Linked DNA regions of Gasterosteus aculeatus: region 1 is linked to region 2. The links are chromatin contacts, called in public Hi-C maps. All regions are on one chromosome and are shown on one strand. The core of a region is the stretch at or near the end of the contact, and the rest is flanking DNA. Distances in the headings are between cores, read along the strand shown.

What was found. A called contact is a pair of places that touch in the nucleus more often than the background predicts.
Region 1: a Hi-C map of skeletal muscle shows a contact between it and region 2, with 6 times the contacts expected there. The contact joins the promoter of arid1b here to the enhancer-like site in region 2. A contact is called at or near these places in 2 of 6 Hi-C or Micro-C datasets (skeletal muscle and tail fin).

What each region holds. Positions count from the first base shown.
Region 1 is chr15:4,359,012-4,365,105 of fGasAcu3.hap1.1, reverse strand. It overlaps arid1b (AT-rich interactive domain 1B), which reads left to right and starts at 2,084. Exons shown (of 21, transcript XM_078089494.1): 1 at 2,084-3,741. The coding sequence starts at 2,467.
Region 2 is chr15:4,312,985-4,318,491 of fGasAcu3.hap1.1, reverse strand. arid1b (AT-rich interactive domain 1B) reads left to right here. Exons shown (of 21, transcript XM_078089494.1): 4 at 467-571. Among protein-coding and RNA genes, the nearest start is that of arid1b, 47 kb to the left of the region's middle. Within about 2 kb of position 2,646, at least 3 of the 9 cell types and tissues checked have open chromatin away from gene starts, as enhancers often do.

The DNA.
Region 1 (6,094 bases), core at 835-3,334, 47 kb before region 2:
GCTTCCCGCCAGAAAAGGTGCACGTGAGACCTCGCGTGAAACACATTGCCGATCGCGTATGACGAGGCGTTGTTTTCGTCGACGCACACGCAGAGCAACAGCGGTTGCTTTCTGCTCTGTGATACACGGAGGGTGTAAACGCGACGTCTTCTTGGGGGTGTCCTATCGATACCATAACAACGTTACAGCTTTCATTCTCCGCCACATGGGCTCGTAAAAGAATACGGGTTTATAGTGGTGTCACTCGCTTTCATGCTCCTATCATCGAGCTGATATTTTGCAAAGTGAGAATGAACCTCTTGTAATGTAATTCCCCCCCCCCCCCCCCCATGTAGTTGGCGCAATACTTTTTATAGCAGGCCGTCCTGCAGTGTCAATCATTTCTGCGTGCTGCTGCTTGTATTGTTTATTATTACGTTCAGTGCTCCAACTTGCACTAACACTGTGTCTCCAGCAGGGGTCTTACCATTGTCACGGCCTCAGAGTGAATTATCTCACACTGTACACGACACAGAGTGAATTTGGGCCTCCTCTCTTCTCCAACGTGTGACGTGAAGTAACAATTAAGTGCCGGACAAACAACGCTCGCCTCCCCCCCCCCCCCCTCCTGTCGCCATCGCCGTGGTCATCGCCGGGCCGCCTCCGCCACCACCACCGCGGCGTCTACGTTGTCATCGGCGCACAGTTGCTCCCTGCAGGCCGCCAGTCATCTTCATTATCATGGCCCTCCTCACAGCACAACGCTCATCCCCAAAATCCTTCCCCTCCACCCCCCCCCCCCCCCCACCTCCCCCTCCCTCTTTCATCCATAGCTCCCTCTGTTGATCAAATGCATCTGATCTCATCAAAGCAGACCCTCTGCTCACTCAAGTCCCAACAGACACCCGAGCTTCTTTACTAAGCACAATTTCACACCCATGTTTGAACACCACTGATGGGATGGGGACAGATAGCGTATCTTGTAGACTTTGGTTTTGTGTGGTCCTACACTGCAGCCGGGGGTTGATTTTTGTACGTTCATTTATTTTTTCTTCCTCTTCTTCTTCTTTCTTTTTTAAAAATGTCATTATCATTTCAGACGGGCTCTTCGCTAACAGAGTAAATCAAAAGAAGGAAATTAAAGAATGTAGCCTTTTATTCAAATAAGACCCTAATGAAGAATGGCTTTAATATTCATAGTATTCATATCACATTCCTACGGAGTGAGTTTTAAGTGACCTCATCGTACTGAATGCCCTTTATTCTTCTTCTATCACACCAAGTAGTCCCCAGTATAATGTAGTTTATAATTTGTGATATGTTCATGCACCCCCCCCCCCCCCCCCTCCCCTTCCCCAGCCCCTTCCCCAGCCCCTCCCACCCTCTTTCTACACCCCTGCTATGGTTCTGTATTGAAGAAGGAGCATTACTCATTTTAACACATAAGTGATTGGATGAACTCCGTTACGCACGTATTGCAACCCCGCAGCCGCTCCGCCGCGCGATTACATTCGTATTCCGACGGCCACACCATTGCGCACGGCGCGCGGTTCGCGTGTCCGGCTCCTGTCAGAGCAGCAGAGAGGACTGGCTCGAGCCGAAGGGACCGGGGAGGCTGGGAAGAGGGAAAATCCGATGTGGACAACCGCGTAGAAACTCGCTCGGGCAAACTGAACATGTGCCGGCGGGGTTATTTCAAGGGTCCGCGCGCACACGTGGAAGTGCCGGATCCGTCACGGTTATGGGCTGTTAAAAAAAGAAAGAAAGAGTAATATGCTCCCTGAACTCAAGGGAAGGAGCCGGTCCTCGTGCACCGCGTGACCCGCAATTAGTTATCAGATATCTAGACGCTGAAGTGGCAACATGGGAAACGCATCTCGCGTGAACATGTCGCCAGCATCGATGCTTTTTCAATATTTATTCAAGTAATCGTAAAAAATCATCCTCGGTTGTACGTCACACACGCACACACACACGCGCGCGTCCGTGCGCGTGCTGCTGGTGGACTCGCTACTCCAGTCCGGGTTTTCCAAGCGAGGCGCGCAGGAGCCCCGGAGGTGGATCGGCTCGCGTAGCCCCGCTCCCCCTCTCTCTCCCCCTCTCTCTCTCTCCCCCTCTCTCTCCCTCTCTCTCTCTCACGCCGTGCTGGGCCACAAGGGCTCCGGGAGACGCTGCTACATATCACCGAGACCCGGGATGGAGGAGAGGCGGAGGGGGGGCAAGGAAGGGTAAAAAAAAAAAAAAAGTTTCGTTTAAACCCCGCAGAGAAACTTTCGACATGAAGCCTCGCTGACGGAACCGTTTCACCACAGCGACACCAGCGCGAGAACAAAGCTTGATTTTCTTTCTTTTTTTCTTACCCCGACTGAATCTACCCCCCCCCCCCCACCCCCACCCCGCTTGTGTTTCCTTCGCTCTTGTCTCACCCTCCGTGCGCACGGCGGGTCGCGGCTCGCTGTCACTGCGCGCTGAGATGTTGGAGTGACCATGGCCGCGCAAGTTGCATCGGCTCCGACCAGAACTAATAACAAAAATAAGAAATTATCCAGCGGTTTGGGTCCGGAGCTCAATTCGGGAAAATCCGGAGGAGTAGGGACCGTGCAGCGGACTGGACCTATGCTGGGCGCCGGAGATGGGACTCTGAATAATGTAGACCATCACCGCCGCAACGAGCTCAACATGGTCCATTCAACTTCCGCGACTCACGGCGCGTCGGACGGCCGCGACCAGGATGGGAATAACCTCGCGTCCGCCTCGGCTTCCGCCAATTCCGCCGCGTCCTCGATGGAGACGGGTCTGATCGCGAACCACAAGCTGAAATGTGCGGCGAGCGGAGATCCTCCGCAGTCTCAACCGCCGCCGCCGCAGCAGCAGCAGCAGCAGACGACGCAATTCGGCCAATTTGCGCCACATCACCAGCGACAGATCCAAAGTAACAACACGGCGAATAACAACGGCCAGGGGCCCCGCGGGGACAGGGCCATGGATCACCAGCACCACGGCGGCAAGGAGAACCTGTTGGGGGGGCAGGGAGAGCCGCAGCAGCAGCAGCAGCACATGCCAGGTAAAGGTGAGGGGGAGCTCACCTGTAAACCGGAGAGGATGATGGGTACCAGGTATGAACACCTGGGGCCTACAGGTAACAACTCCGAGTTTAACAACAACTACTACACGTCAAGGCCCTGTTATGAGCAACATGGCGGACAGCAGCAGCAGCAGAGCAGCGGGATGGGGGTAACTCACTCCTCGGCACATAACAGCATGGAGAACTCCCACGAAGCCGGGTACCACAACAGCCAGTACAACCAGTACCCGGCGTACCGGGCAGGCTACGGCGGCGGGAGCTACGCGATGATGGGCCCCGCCGGGGGCCGGCAACCTGGGACCATGATGATGGGCAGCAACTCCTCGGCGAGCCACGGCAAGTCCCCCCTGGCAGCGGCTCCGGGGGGCTTCCAGAGGTTCCCAGGACAAACGCAGCAGCAGCAGCAGCAGCAGCAGCAGCAGCAGCAGCATCCCTCGGGGGCCACGCCGACTCTCAACCAGCTGCTGACTTCCCCGAGCCCCATGATGCGGGGCTACGGCGGGGCATATCAAGACTACGGCGGGGCCACGGCGCAGCAGCAGGCCGGCATGGGCCTCGGCAAGGACGTGGGGCCCCAGTACGGAGCCAGCTCGGCCCACGGCTGGGGAGGGCAGCAGAGAAACCCCCCTCATTCGATGAGTCCGGGCAACGGAGGGCAAGGCCTCGGCAGGACGCAGGTATGTTTGGGGAAGTCGGCCGGCGTGCGTCGGTGGCGGGCTCAACGCGTTGTGTGCGCGTGTGTCTGTGCGTGCACGCGCGTGTGCGCGCGCGTGTGCGCGCGCGTGTGTTTTCTATACAAACATGACCTGGGTTAAAACACTTGATCAAGGCGCTTTAATGTAGAAGGAATGGATTCGGACATTATTTAAAGTATGATGCCTGCACGAGCTTTAACGTGACAGAATAAAGGAAGAAAACCTTCAAGTAAAATACATTTCAAAACAAAAACCTCCCGCACTTTTTACGCTTTTTACTGTGCATGCAGTGTTTTTTTTTTTTCATTCCTTATTTTGTTAAGCCGATTTGGATGAATCCAAAAAGGACACCGCTCCGTAGCGCGCCGGTGCGCCTCGTTTATTCTCCTGCAGCCCGGGATTTGAATCGTGGAGGTAAACGGGGTAAAAGCTCCTCCGTCCTGCCGGTTGACGATTGACACCCAGCCCGCCATCTGATTGGCTCCCCGTGGCCCCCGCTGAGCAGCCCGCACTCTGATTCCTGCAGGGATCCTCGGCGCTACAGTGATGCTGCATTTGAGTCTTGTGGGAATATTCCCGACTTGGAAGGCGTCCAACTCAATAATTGAACCTTTGTGAAGGTTTAGCCTGCTCCAGATATTTATTCTAATCATTTTTCCAGTCTGAAAGACTCAACAATTCAACGTCGACTGAAAAACAAAAAGGAAAAATTTAGTGATAATCTTGCATTTATTGTTTTACGTCGAGGGTTGTCCAGTTTAATATGAATCATTTCAAGCTCAATTTAGAAAAAAATAACAAACCCACTGATCTTTTTTCATACATTCTGAATGCATTGTAAAATACATTCTGAGTGATAAGGAAAAACAACAACAACAACCCCAGCAAGCTCTCTTCTGTTGGCCACCGCTGCAGCTCGTGGTTGAATGCCTTGCTCGGGGGCACCTCAGTGTGAGGGAAGGAAAGTGTTACAAATTATTCAAGTATTCCTCCCGCTGGCTTTGGGGACTCAAGAATCCCTGCGTGTCCCTAAACCCTGTACTGAAACACTGGTGTGTCCATAGCTTGTAGACCTACAGCCAGAAGGGGGGGGGGGGGGGGGGGGGGGGTCACTGCCAGTTCACAACTCTCCCCTAAAACAACACAGCGTCTCTCCACAAGAGTTTGTTGTTTTTGATGCACTATAATGATCCGTATACTGCACATCTGGACGGCTGGAGGGTGAGGTGGTTGAGCGGTCTGTCTCCCGCAAAACAAAAGCAGTTCATTAGCCTACATTGTTTCAATCAAAGGCACTTTGGGTTGGCTGCGGGGGAAATTAAGTAAATGTTTTAATGTGGGAGGGTTTGCTGCAGTATTGATTGTAACAAATTATGCACCGATGAAATGGTGACTAGAAACCTCAGTAATATACATATATATATTCACTATTTATTGCTCATTATGTGCAGATTGCATTGTAAGAACGTACGAATGTCTTCATTTGCGTGTGTATAATTATATATATATATATATATATATATTATGTGTGCGTGTGTATGCATGCATATGTTTGTGTAGATATGTGTATATGCATATAATATATATATATAAATACATTAAATTAGATCAGATTGCGTGTCAGTCACAGTATACTCATAAAAGCCATGTTCTATACTCCCTTATTCATATTCAGTTTGTTTGAGCTTATATATAAATCCACCAAAACATACACTACACAAAAACATTTAACATTATATGCTACAAATATTTTTTTTATTTTTTCAGCTTCCCACTTCAGGAGTAAGTGCAAGTGGGACTCTGTTTTTTCTTGACTCTACCAACATTTCAGCAGCAGTATGTTCACGCTACAAATGCCCCATGTTTAATTCATACTTGCAACGACAGCACTGCTCTCCTGCACTGACAGGCCGCGTGAGAAAGGCGAGCGGTGCAGTGCATAATACTGCCTCCAAATTGGCCCCCGTGATATGACGGCGCTTCACTTCAGAGTGCTTTTTGGTCGGAGCGCACCTCTGTCACCTGTTGGCACAGTTTCCCCTCTTTCAAATTCAATTTCCCTCCCCACTGCCTCACTTCAGGTGCAAGCTGTGAGCGAAACGAGTGCACCTCATTTACACCGCTGTCTAGTGCCCCCCAAGCCCCCCCTAATCCCCCCCTCTCGTCCCCACTTGTCTGTCCACTCACGGAAATGAAGACAGAGACCACTGTGTGTTGTGTTGTGATGTGTACGTACACACACACACACCAGAGTGAGATATGTTATTTAGAGGTGTGTGTTGAGCCCGCTCTCCCCGTCGAAACTACATCGTCCTAGTTTTTCCAAACGACTGTG
Region 2 (5,507 bases), core at 1,397-3,896:
GGGAGGGGGGACGGAGACGGAGAGGGCAACACCTCCGACAATGGGGAGAAAATTGGTTTACACATAGATAGGCCTGTGATTACAGCGGGGAAGAAAATGACTTGGATGGAACAATAGGAGCCGGGTGTGCGCGTCGCTGTGCGTTCGTGTGAGTTCGTGGTGGTGTTTTCTCCAGGATTAGTTGGCCGTTAGGCCGGGATTTGGTTGGAGTGGATTGCCGGGTGCAGGTTGCGTGTTTGCATGTTTTTTTTGATACAGCATGCGTGCGAGTATTTCCTCTGTGTGCCTGGACTTCAAACGGGAAACACAACCTGGAGTATAAACCATAAATGTATTATTCTTACCACCTTTCCTAGGCAAACAACCTGGAGCACTTTTAGCAGCATCAATGGTTTAATGTGAAATATACTGTCAAATAAATACTTTACATGCATTGTTCATTCTCTCTATCTGATTTTCTATGAAGGAGGCCCAGCAGGAGACCTACGTCACCAGGGGTCCGGACCCGGGGAACTCTGGGAAGGCCAACAATGAGGACGGCGTCGCCCAAGACCGCCCGTCCAGTCTGCCGGTGAGTGAGCGGCAGCGGCTGCCCAACGATGAGCCCTCAGGAGCCACATATGTGTGTGTGTGTGTGTGTGAGAGAGAGAGAGGGAGAGAGAGGGTCCTTTACACCAACACACACATTTGGAACATTTGTTTCTGTGTCCCATCCCATCTTTGAATGCGGTTTGTATGTTTTTCTATCCAATCAGTGTCCTCGCGTAGCCCTGCGACACGCCTCTTTGTCCCGCGGACTTTCAAATCGGTGTTTTTGACTGACGTCACGGACTCACTCGCGTACGCCCCCAAAACTTATGCACGGACGCAGAGTTTCTTTGCTAATTCGGCATTCGGGCAAGCTGAAAATTGCTCATCTTGTTGACGGGAGGATTAATTGAGAAGAAGTGGCGTGACGAGACCGATCGGCGAGGGGGGGGGGAGACGTTTGTGGGTTGCTCCAGTTTTTTGGGGCTAAACAAATCATTTCTCCCCTCACAGCTCCTGAGCACCTTCAGGAATAGAATAAAAAGAATAAAAACATTGGCAAATGGTCGCAAATATTGCCGCTGCTCGAGGCGTGTGCCGGTTAATGATACTTTTGGAAACGCCTCAGGACTGGTGGAGTGAACTAATATGAAGTGGACAAACTGAAATCAAGCCATACTGTTTTCCATAGAATCTGATCAGCACATGAAACGCACACTGAAGGTTGAATCTGCATTTTACACAATCTTTTTTTTCTTTTTTACTCACTTTTTTCCTCCGTAAAACACGCTGGTGACAAATGTCATCGGCTTTTATCTTGACACTTGTTTTTTTCCTCCTCTTGTTTTCTTTCATTTTCATTCTCCCACACTCTTTACCTCTTTTCCCTCTAAAGTAGCATCATGAAAGCGTTTATTTTTTTTTCACCCTGGCGCTATAATGAGGAGTGGCCTTGATGTATCAGCGTGTGAATCCGGAGCAAGAGAGCAAGACGAGGAAGGAGGAGGCGAGGAGGAGGAGGAGGCGGGGAGGAAGGGGGGCGGCGGCGGCGGAGATCTATTTGAACCACGGCCGATATCCACCCCCCCCCCCCCGTATTCACTTCAATCCTGGCACATTTACCCCTCGGGGTTCTCCGTGTGTTTTTCGCATCCCGTCCCGACGCGAGATCCTAATCGGCGGCGAGAAGGAGAGATGGATAGATAGGAGGGGAGAGAGGGAGGGAGGGAGGGAGATGGGGGAGAGAATTTGCTCGCTGTTGGCCAGGCTCTTCCAGCAAGCTGTCACTGCAGAGATGTAACCTTTTTTTATCCCCCCCCCCCTCTCTCTCTCTCTCGGCGGCGTTTGATGTCAGATCTAAAGCCGCTGTCATTTTTTTTTCCCCTTTCTCTCCGTTGGGGTGGGTTGAGGGGGGGGGGGAGGGGGGTGAGGGCACACTGTCGTGTTGTTGTTTTGGGACGAGTCGGCTGTGTGATGTGGCGGGATTTTTGAAGGGAGACCAAAGGGGAATAACTTAAACAACTTATCACAAATGCACAGTCACAGCGCCCCATGGGTCTTTTAAAATGTAAAGTATTGGAGATGGAGCTGGCCCCCATCACTGCACAGTGTCTGTGTCTTACATATGGAGTCAGTGCACAGCGCTAGCTTGTTAGCATAGCATTAGCAGTTGCTGTGTAGTCAGGAGCCACAGCGATCGGGAAGATGAACGGGGGCTCGACGGGGGAAAAGTTGCAAAAGAAGTACATAAATGGAAATGTTCGGTCAAGGTGAAACACAGTTTTTTTGGGGGGGGGGGTTGTACTTTCTGTAATGTAAATACAGTTGGTATCTCCAAGAAGGCGAGATGTTGGTCTCAGAGCTGGACAACACGTTGTGGTGACCTTAGTGTTACCTCTCTGTCCCCTTTGCATCGTCCGCCCAACATCCCCAACCAGCCAGTTCTTCCAGCGCCGCAGTGAGATGAGGAGCCCGGGCTGTTTTGCCCACTGACCCCCCCCCCCCCCCCCCCACCCCCACCTCCCCCCCTCCCGTTTCAGTCACTACATGTTCCCTGCTCTCTGGTGCTCCCCTGACAGCCTGCCAAGCTGCCGCACAGCCTCCCATCCTCTGGGACATGGGAGAGGACGGGCAGCCATGTGGAAAGAGGGAGGGAGAGAGAGAGAGAGAGAGCTGGGGGTGGAAGGGTGAGGTGAGGTGAGAAGGGAGGGGGGGGGGGGGGGAGGAGCGGAATGAGAAAGACAATGAATGAGTGAGAGGGAGAGAGAGGGAGAGAGGGCGTGAAGCGCTGATGTGAAACGTGGTTATCTTTTTGTCACTTGTTCAGGGGCGAAGGATGTTGCATTCAAGCTCCGGGGTTCCGCCGGTGACAGGCTACTCGCACACAAACGCACACAAACACTCGCACACAAACGTCGGTGCACGTTTGTCCCTCCTCGGCTTATTTCCTATCAGCGGAAAAAGGAAAAATTTGAAGCGCTCACGCTCCCCTCGCTGCCTCTTCCCTCTGGTTCCCGGGTCCACTTTGCCCTCTCTGCTGTTATTCCAAGTGTTAGGTCATCAATGATTGACAGGGCACAGCTGGAGAGGCCTGCTTCCCTCCCCCTCTCTCCCTCCCTCCCTCCCTCTCTCTCTCTCTCTCTCTCACCACAACCACACTCACATCGCACACTCTGATACACATTTTGTCGTCTGCGAGGCGTTTTCACACAGCGAGTGTGCGTGTGTGTGTGTGTGTGTGTGTGTGTGTGTGTGTGTGTGTGTGTGTGCTCTATCAGAGCATGTCAGTCAGGCTGCCTCTACAGTGTGCGCTCTCCCCACTGTTGTGTTTTATTTTAGAGTCCCCAGGCAGGCAGACGGGCCAGCAGGCAGCGCAGAGTAATGTCATCCAGCAGGGTAAGATTCAGCCTCCACATTAGTGCACACAGGGAGGGGAGGAAGGGAGGCAGAGGAACAGGGAAGGGATGGAGTGATGGAGGAGAGAAAGGGAGAGAGCTAATGTATGGGGGAGGAAAAACTCGGAGGCACTCTTGGAAAGACAAATATGTTGGTTTGCGGCGTTGAAAATGCAAAAAGATTACATAACGTGGATCAGCGTATATTTTAAGTGCTCTGAGAATACGACTGCTGCCCTGAAGCCGGGTTCACAGTGGTTACATGGATTCGAATAACCGGCTTAGTCGGACTGAAATCGAATTCTCTGTGTCATGTAAACACCTTTGTCCGACTATGTGCGGTCCGACTACGATCCGACTAACACCCCTGGATAACTCGATCCGATCCAGTTGATAGTTCGACTATTGCGGCATGTAGCGGTGAATCGGAGGAGGAACTGGACTTTGAGTCTTTGCGCATGCTTGAGATCCCGACGGCGTCTTCTCTCCGTTATCAAATCAGCCAATAGCGCCATTCCCATTCGCTGTACTCCTATTAACATCATGCAAAGATAGTAGAGGGATGTAGCTTCACCTTGCTCCCCGTTCGCCATCTTTCTCGTAATGTTGATGTTGTTGTTGTTGGTAGTGGTGAAGCGGTCAAGCGGAAATGCCTGTATCACAACTAGTTGTAATGAAAACAGCGCCACCTATCGTATCAGATAGGACATGCCTTCGGCCAATGATTCGATTTATTCACTGCCATGTATATTGGGATAATAGCACTTCCCCCCAAAAGATAACATAGTCCGACTAAGCAAAGATTCCAATTATACCATCATGTAAACACACTGACTGAGGTACAGGGGGGTAAATGCTGTACTGAGTGATTGAGCCATTGCCCCTTCATTTGTTGCTAGACCCTATGTGCCCCCCCCCCCCCCCCCCAGACGCCATACTCTACCCTATGGTTTGCACTCACACACCCCGACCGCAGACCCAGATGCGATGACACGGCATGAGTCAGCGGACCCCGGCTTCATCTAAAATGCAGACGGGCTATTTTTCCGCTTGTGTGGCGGCCTGTTTTCGTTTGCCACTCATGAATCATTTAGCGCGCACACACAGTTTTGTGTGGCCGCGTAGTTGTTTGACGCTCAAGAGCCGGGAACACGTGTTTCAGCCGGGGCCGCAGGATCTGGAAAAGACACACACGTACATAAAGGTGAAAGTGATCCGCTGTTTAAACGTTTCGGGGGCCCTTTATCTGAACACATCTTCAGCACTGTTTCTGTTGTAGAATTCACAGGGGATCACATGTGAAACCATATTAGCAGCCACTCTTGTTTTAAATAGGCGCTTTTAGTCTGTTAGCGGGTTAAATGTCGGCAATGTCTTGGAACGAAAAGATGGCCGCCTGGTTGGAGGCCGGGCCGTTGGCCGCAAGATCCAACATGGGGCCTCCATGTTGACAAGCGTCTGCACAGCCATCCACCCGCCACCATGGCTGACTGAAGCCCAGCAGAGGGGGGGAGACTGGGGGAGTCCGTCCCACACTTACCCACCCACACGGGGGGGGGGGGCTCCGCCGGCGTGTGTGACAGCCGTCGTGATTTGAGAGTGAGGAGGGGGAAATGGGGAGGGATGAACTTGGTTAAGAAAACACCAGTCCGCTTCCAGTGGCGCCTCTCCTACAGAGGAGGTGAGGCAGAGGGGGTAGAAAAGGGGGGAGGAGAGGAGGAGAGGGAGTGATGACTGACCCTAGAAGGAGAAAAATGTTTCCCCTCTCCGGCTTTCTTTTTTTTTTTTTTATCCTTTGCCCAATCGTTCTCCTTCTCTAGCTGGTGGCTTTTGTCAAAGCTTGTTTCATCTGACCGAGGCCAGAGATGCACACACACACACACACACACACACACACACACACACACACACACACACACACACACACACACACACACACACACACACTGATCTTTATTTAAGTGACAAGCAGGATTCTCCTCTGACATCTTCAAAATAATTGGATTATGTAAATTTAAAGTTGATGATCTGTGTGCTTAGATAAGTGTGCATGTGTTGATATGTGTACATTAGTATGCATCTGTG